Linked DNA regions of Drosophila melanogaster: region 2 is linked to region 1. The links are chromatin contacts, called in public Hi-C maps. All regions are on one chromosome and are shown on one strand. The core of a region is the stretch at or near the end of the contact, and the rest is flanking DNA. Distances in the headings are between cores, read along the strand shown.

The links. Hi-C and Micro-C count contacts between places; a contact is called where the count stands out from the background.
Region 2: a contact with region 1 is called in a Hi-C map of the S2 cell line, with 6 times the contacts expected there. A contact is called at or near these places in 4 of 107 Hi-C or Micro-C datasets (the Kc167 cell line, the OSC cell line, the PNm cell line and 1 more).

What each region holds. Positions count from the first base shown.
Region 1 is chr3L:7,367,144-7,371,173 of dm6, forward strand. Sh3beta (Sh3beta,) reads right to left here and starts at 2,117. Exons shown (of 6, transcript NM_001202128.2): 1 at 1,747-2,117; 2 at 416-841. The coding sequence starts at 1,791. It overlaps akirin (akirin,), which reads left to right and starts at 2,700. Exons shown (of 4, transcript NM_168211.3): 1 at 2,700-2,925.
Region 2 is chr3L:7,638,682-7,642,355 of dm6, forward strand. Urm1 (Ubiquitin-related modifier 1) reads right to left here and starts at 1,765. Exons shown (of 5, transcript NM_206296.3): 1 at 1,723-1,765; 2 at 1,589-1,656; 3 at 1,444-1,525; 4 at 1,335-1,383; 5 at 1,130-1,278. The coding sequence starts at 1,760. The coding sequence ends at 1,210. It overlaps Pura (Puratrophin-1-like), which reads left to right. Exons shown (of 17, transcript NM_206294.3): 17 at 160-892. The coding sequence ends at 356. CG7506 reads right to left here and starts at 2,967. Exons shown (of 2, transcript NM_139887.5): 1 at 2,405-2,967; 2 at 2,117-2,346. The coding sequence starts at 2,902. The coding sequence ends at 2,134. It overlaps snoRNA:Me18S-A1806 (a small nucleolar RNA gene), which reads left to right and starts at 1,036; the gene lies at 1,036-1,113.

The DNA of each region.
Region 1 (4,030 bases), core at 867-3,366:
AATGAATTCGTTAAAAATTGAAAGATCTTCGATTTCATGCTCTACCGATGAAGGTCTAAAAAGTCTCTAAATAAATCTCGTAGTTTTAAAAGTTAGTTTTGTAAATTTTGTATAATTTAAAAGGAAGATTGCACTTCATATTCTGCAATTATCTATACAACTCCCCCAAATCCCTATGGGCATAGAAATCGAAGACGGGCTCCATAAAATATTGATATATGTATGTAGAAAGTTGGTAGTATCTGTGCTGTTAGGTAAACATTGGGTGTTATTTCTGCTGTTAAGTGTAAGGGCTTTAGTTTCAAGACATTGCTGTTGTTGTTAATTCTATTGCTCTGCTGCAGATGATTGCTGGCTGCGTTTGTTGCGTCGTAACAGTTAACGGAAAATACGTGAAAATAGCTCAAGTTCAAACCTCGGCCTTCTCAGCAGCCTCCTCCTTGACATCCACATCGCCATCGCCGGCCTCCGTTTTCTTATCCTCCGCCTCCGTTTCCGCCTCCTCCTTCTTGGCATCGCCGTTCTCCTGCTTCAGTTCGATTTGGGCGGTACTAACTGCCGTGGTGTCGGCTGGAGCCAGCTTGAGGAACACCTCCAGGGTATCGATCTCGTTGGCCATGTCAAAGGCGTCGTAATCACCGCAGTACTCGTCGTCGTTGAACAGCTGCGGAGGAAGCGGATGACGGGGCTCTGGATCGCTGACCGTTCCACCGTTGCTTGTCGATTTGTTTTGCATCAGCTCCTTCTCGGATTCCTTGCCGGGCTCCGTGATGTCCACCGTGTCGTACTTGATGTTCTTGCTGTCCAGGATCATCAGAACGCGCTGCTGGCGCTTCTTCACCTGTAAAATTGGATTTCGACGGTCAGTGAAAGCATTTAAATTTGAAAAGAAAGTTAAAAATTAAAGTATATAAAATACCTTTAACATGTATCGTTTTGTTCAGTGTAGCTACCTTTGACAACGCTGTTAATTACAGCGATGACAAATCGCTAATGAAGTGTTACCGGCAAGCCCAAACGCACACAAGCGCACACAAAGCCAACTCCCCGCCGATATAAACATATGTACGTAAAAAGAACGCCAGAACCACGCGATATGATAAGGCTAATTAAAATGGTTTGTTGCACCCCAGCATTTATCTTACGATAAGAATATGTGTTTCCCAACGCTTTTTTAAAGTGTACAAAGACAGGACAAAAACAAATAATTGTGAACCGTACAATGACCGTTATGTTTTTGTTCTTATTGGAAGAGGAAGATTGCCAATTGAACAAAGGCACCGAAAGAGTGAGAGGGGGAAGTGAATCACCCCTCACGCATGTACACACACACACACATGCACACGCACCCACGCAACTGCGATCAATGGAAATCCCTCTCTTCCATGAACAATTTACAGTTCACAGTGGAATGAGCTTATATGGGCAATGAAATGTATGTTTGTTCTGCTTCTTGCCACCACTAACACTCGCACACAAGGGCACTCACGAAAATACCCACTTGTTTTTCTTTGACTGTACAGACATACAGACTTACATACCACACACTACATCATCATCATTGTCCAACTCACGTACATACACACAAAGACGAAACGCAGCAGAAGAAATAGAATTTGCAATGCGTTCGTCACCACTTTAGTTTGCTTCTTTTCCTTTTTATCTGTTTGTCGCTAATACCAGGGCCAAACATTCCAATAACATGACACTATTTCGGTTTTAAGCCCGCCACGCCCACAAACTCACCTCCTTATTGCCGGACATGCCGCTGACGTAGACTTTCAAGACCATTTTCGCAGATTACTGTGTCCTCGCACCGCAAATGAAATAATATTTTGCAACTAAAATCTGCTGGCTACTTTCACGGCGATTAAAAATATTTATAGATCTTTTCTTTTCCTGCTTTCTTCCGTCCTGCGCCCCTACGTAATGTTTTTCCACTGGTGACGAAGGCACACGCACTGGGCAAGGTCGTTGGTTTTATTGGCTGTAAAAACGGCAAAGACGCGGATAAAAAAATTGCCTGGCGACGCTTATAAAAGTGCAAAAATATTTGATATCAGGAGTGGAAAATATTTCCTACTTTGTCGTTGAATTGAATGGTGGGACCGCGCATTGACGGCTATAGAAAACCTTCCGGCTTATCAAATATACTAAATATGATGCTTGATTAAAATACTAAAAACTTTGAACTTAAGTGATATTTCAAAATTAAATATTTTTAAGACAACTTAAATTTTATTATGCTCCCATGTAAGGTTTTCATTTTTTAAACGTTCTTCGATTAATAATCGTAATAATAAAATAATAATTTATAAAAAGCATAAGATAGGCTTTTTAAGGTTTTTTAAAAGATAGAAGAAAAGGATTCTTATTATAGAACAAATTATTTTTAATTTGGCGTCGATGAGTTAGCGGCTTCAAGGAACGGTGGAATTTAGAACATGAGGGTGTTTTTTATTTATTAATTTTTTGTTACTTGGAGTTGAATTCCATAAAAATAAAAATGCAATAATGCTAACTTTCTACAAACGACTTAAGGTTATAGGACTCAAGAAAGTACATAGAATATGCAATTGAAAAATGTTCTCCCCAGACTTTTCGGTTATTTGAAGTTTTTGCTATATTTGGTAGAACCATAAAGTATTTTTTGGTATAGATCCGTTAGCAGGGCAACCAATATTAGCGGTCGCCATGCGGTCACTCTGTTCACGTCCCGTCACGCAAGCATCGTCGTCCATTTTTGCTAAGAAGCGAGACGAAAATTTGTAAATTATATCTAGCGAGTCGCCGAGGACGAACAACTATTGACAGTGCATTTCAGTGGCCTTTGGAATACTGCTCAAACAACCAGCAAGCAATAACATTACTTATATCTAACCGAAAACCTAAATTAATCACCCAAACTGAAGTACGGACGTGAATGTAAGTGGGTATGTGCCAGCGGACTAGTGGCACAATAAAAAAGTAAATAAAGCGCGTGTGAAGTGGTGCAGAAAGCAAAAAAGCAGTCGGAAGGAAAAATCAAAATACGCATTAATGTAAGTGCGATTGTTGGAAAAGCTGTTTAACTTTTTGTTCCTCTGAAAAGCTGATAATGATATGCGATGCGACCATTTTTAAAATTTCATGAAATCAACATTCCAACTCACAACGGTGTGCGTGTGCGTTTCTTTGTGTGCGTGCGTGTGCAGGCTAGAGTGGGACAACCAGTGTGATCGCTTTGGCTGCTGCCATTTCGTTTGCTTTTTTTTAAACTAATCTCTGGCATTTGTCACGTAAAAGAGTATAACGTTAAACCCAAAAACGTTTTGTATATGGCTTTAAATATTTAATAATTGTGGGCAGAGACAGCAACACCAGCAGCAGACGCATACACACGTGTTGCGGTTTATCGAGAGGGCAGTGTGCGTGTGTTAGTGCGGAAAACAGCTGGTACAGCTGCCGCTGCAGCGACGAAGAAGAAGAAAAGAAAGAAAGGGGAAGAGTGAGAAGAACACGCATTATTATCCTGCGTAGTTTTCTTTTATCGGTGGTTGTTCTGCTATTGGGTTACAGTTTACACTTTTCTCTGTTTTCTTTATTTTCCCTCTGCATTGCTATGCATTTTGCCTTTGCGTGGTGGTTTTTTTTATTTTCATTGTCGGTCGTCCTTTAATTGCGCTGCGCCACTTCGTTTCGTCGCTTTCTTTGGCTGGTTTCTCCTTCTCTTCGGAGTTTCTGGATTCGTATTCCGATTCGGTATCGCCCTTTTCCTGCGACAACAGCAGCTGGGTGCACGGTATCGGAGCTGTCGGCGATAGCCGAAAGAAGCTAGAAACCCCAAGGAAGCCAACATCCTTTTAATTGTCGTGGAAACTATAATAGTCTCATAAAAATTAGGTTTTTAAAATGGTTTTGTCATTCTATTCTAGAAAAAGCTATGAATATAAGAATATAACAATATGTTTAATTGCTTACTAATTTTATTGAACAATATAATTTAATCGTGACGAAATGGGGGAAAAAAAACATTTTTTTGTTGTCTTGA
Region 2 (3,674 bases), core at 515-3,014, 270 kb after region 1:
CCACCAACACCAACACAAACACCAAAACCTAACCCGTAATCCGTGCCTGTCCGTGTGCTGCATGTTTTTAGATCCATGTTATATGTTGTTGGCGCTTTGGCGCCACCTGTTCGAATCCGAAATATAATATCCAATATGTGTAAATATCCCCCCATTCAGAGAGCGGCATTGTCTCGGACATGTGCGTTACCCCGGATCAGGAACAATCGGCGGCGGAGAGCAGCCGAAGCAGTTGGTCCACATCAACGACTGGAGCATCCGGAGCTTCAACGACGAGTGCATCCACGGTAATCCTGCGGCGATATCGATCCTACGCCCACGCAGCGGAGTCCGCCAGTCCGGAAAGCGGCAAATAGAGGAGCTCCTGGAGCATCGCATCTAGATATAGTATAAATCCCCATTAATAGCTTTAGCAGAACGGTTTCATCGGATCCCATGTAGTATCATCGTATTACGTTCGATCGCTAATTTTATTTCATTATTTTTGTTATTTATTATTTATTACATTTTTAGTTTTCGTTAATTTGTCATAGTCGCTGCTTTTCGTTTTGCCTTGTTTATCGGAAAAATCAGTCGAAATTATTGAATTCAGCGTGTCAATGTCGAAGCAAGTTTCATACATATCTAGTTCTTAGTCCACACAATCGAACGATCCGCACCACACACACACAGAAATCGATGGGAGCCATGAGCAGCACCCGAAAAAGGGGCGTGGCCGATGCCCAACATATCTGAATCGAACTTCATTACGTACAGTTAGTTGATATGTAACCTAAGTGCCTATAGTTAAAATAATCGTAAACGAACATTAAAAAAATATATCTATACTTCATAATAACTCGATAAATAATTTTAAGCGAAAATTTAAATTCAATAAATGTTGCTTCAATGTAAAACTAACGTGTTGTCCTTACTTCGAATTACCCGCCAAACCGCATCTGGATTGTTCTATTTTTAACTTCCCTACAATTCCCAAGTGCTTGTTCAATGCTGTGCTTTTATAAATAGCGAAAACCTGCTAGCTTACAATCTCTAGATGATATGATGAAAACTTTACTACCCGAACCATCGTGTGGGCCTTTGCCTCTGGTAAAGGGACGTAATTCTGATTCAGTCAAAAACTGTTTTTGTTTGTTTTTTGAATACAATTTAATGGGTTGTAGTATAAAAATAAACTTTTCTCCTATAATTTAGATTCCAGAACGTTTTTTAACCACCGTGTAAAGTTGATATAAACAACACATTGTCGTTGGGCTGCAGCTCGTAGTCCAGTTCACCCTAGAAGTTGAGTTAATTATAGTTTTTAGAATTCCATATTCTGTACTCTTACTTACCAGCAATTCCCAGTCTGTATCATTTATGAGTACTAAAATTCCAGGTCGCCTGAAAACATACAATAGAAAGTATAGACTATGTATCCCTTATAGTTTAAGCCAAACTTACACAGTATCTCCTTGAAGAAAAAGTTCCGGACGCTCCGTTAAAATATTCGCATGCATCCACTTAAGCAGATTAGCAATAGTCCCTTTAAAATATATATAATTCATAACCGATTTCACTCAAGTTTAAAACATCTTTTAGAACATACATTTTTGTTTACCGTCCAAGTTCAATTCACGGCGTTTTATGTTACCAAATAGTAACTCCGCCCCTGCACTACGAAATTAAATTACAAATTGTCTCATTTATTGGAAATAATAATTCGAACAAGGCTTTATATACCTGAATTCTAATATGATTTTTAATTCCGGCGTGCCCATCATATGTTCGATGTAAATAAATGTGTGACCGCGTCTAAGCTTTTCAAAAAAATCCACCATTCAAAAATAATACCAAATATAGAATCCTAATTTCTAAAAAGTCTGGCAACCACATGCTCTAAACTTCCAAAAATTATTGCATTTTGAAAGAAATTATAATTTGTACGTAAATTTACCTTTACCATTCACCTTCGACGAGGGGACTCAGCATTATAATTATTCCCATTGAGAAACATAAACAGGTGGCATTCCAATGGAACGCTAGGTAAAGTTTTCATTAGCATATTATGATCTGTGCTCTAAGAAGACATTTTACATTTCGTTGTGAATTTATGAAATTAAAAAAAACACGTTATCATAAAGAGCGTTTTTTTTATTGCTTCTCCTCGCTCGTTTTCGACTTTTCAGGATTCGGAGTCAGATCCAGTTTGAAATCGATCGGTTTGTCGTAACCCATTATCTTAACATAGTGCTCGGGATCATCGAAAAGCGCTGGATCCACAAACAGAGGTCGTTTGTTGACCAGAAAAGAGGTGAACATGCCGGGAACCTCCGGAACGACCACATCATTTGGTCGGAAAGTAGTCTAAAAGGTAAATAATATGTACATTGAAGGCAAGCTCTTTTAAATTTGCTCTACCCACCTTGATTTTTTGCAGAAGCAGGGATATTGTGGTGGCCGTGTACTCCTCCGTTAGTGGATTGTAGTGCAGCTCCGTCACGTATTTCTTGGTAATAAAGTGCAGCAGCAGAGGAGTCACAAAGGTGAAGAATCCACCGACGGTGCAGAGGAATACGGCCATTCCAGTTCCTCCGATTTTCATTCCCTGCTCGAGAAGAATGGGCTGGGCGGCCAAGCCGGCTAAGCTGGTGCTCAGCGAAAAGAACTTGACCATTTTCATGCGTGGCGCAAGAGTTCCATAGTAGATCCGCTGCAGTGCATCGTCGGATTCAGTTTTCGTCGACTTCACCGAAAGCCACCTGTTTTGCTGGAAGTTCTGTGGTTGTGACTGCTGTGGTCTTGTCCATGAGGCACTAGTAATGCATCTGCAGTTGTGGGGCAGGGTAATCTGACGGCTGACATTTCCCAGGACAACAGCAAAGTGTTTCCCTTTTGGCAGCATCGCTCGCAGGCCTAACATGGTGTAATTTACTTATTTCAGTAGAAATAAACAGCTGTTTTTGCCGAACGTTAAATAACACGAGTTGCAGTGTGGCCCACACTTGGGCGCTAAAAGAATCCAGAAACGATACGTCTATTCAAAATATACCAACTCTCCTTTTGAATACCGAAACAGGAAACGGCAACATTGCACTGACAACGGAAATTTAAATCGATACTGACTATTTTTACTTATTGATACTAAAAACAAATATTAAAAATTTAAAATCCTAAAATTCTAACATTTCTAAGCTAAAATTAATTTACATTAAACCGACCAATATTACAATCTTATAAGATAAGATTCTCTTTAAAAAATACAAAAATAAAAATTAATAATAATTACACTTGTACTTACCAATTAGGAGCTGATTATTTAACACTTATACATCGATTAAAATTCACTTACACTCACGCTTAAAACGGTAGGAAAGGCGTTTGCAAATATTATTCAAAGTGTTGACCTACTTTAGGATATTGCTGCCAAAAAATTCGATTGTATTTCCCAATGATTTTCCAACCAATTCGGAACAATAGAGCTAGTAATTCGGCAAATATTGAGTACGTACTGCAGTTTGTAATTGATTAACAAGAAAAGTGAGTGGGGGAGCTTCCCGTTTGCGGTATTATGCCAAAACCAAAAACACACAAGGAAGAGTGGCATGTGGATACGAATTAATATGCTCGAATTAATGGCACTGATGTGGGGGCGTGGCAGATGTGGCTCTAGTTACCACTAGAACATGCAATTT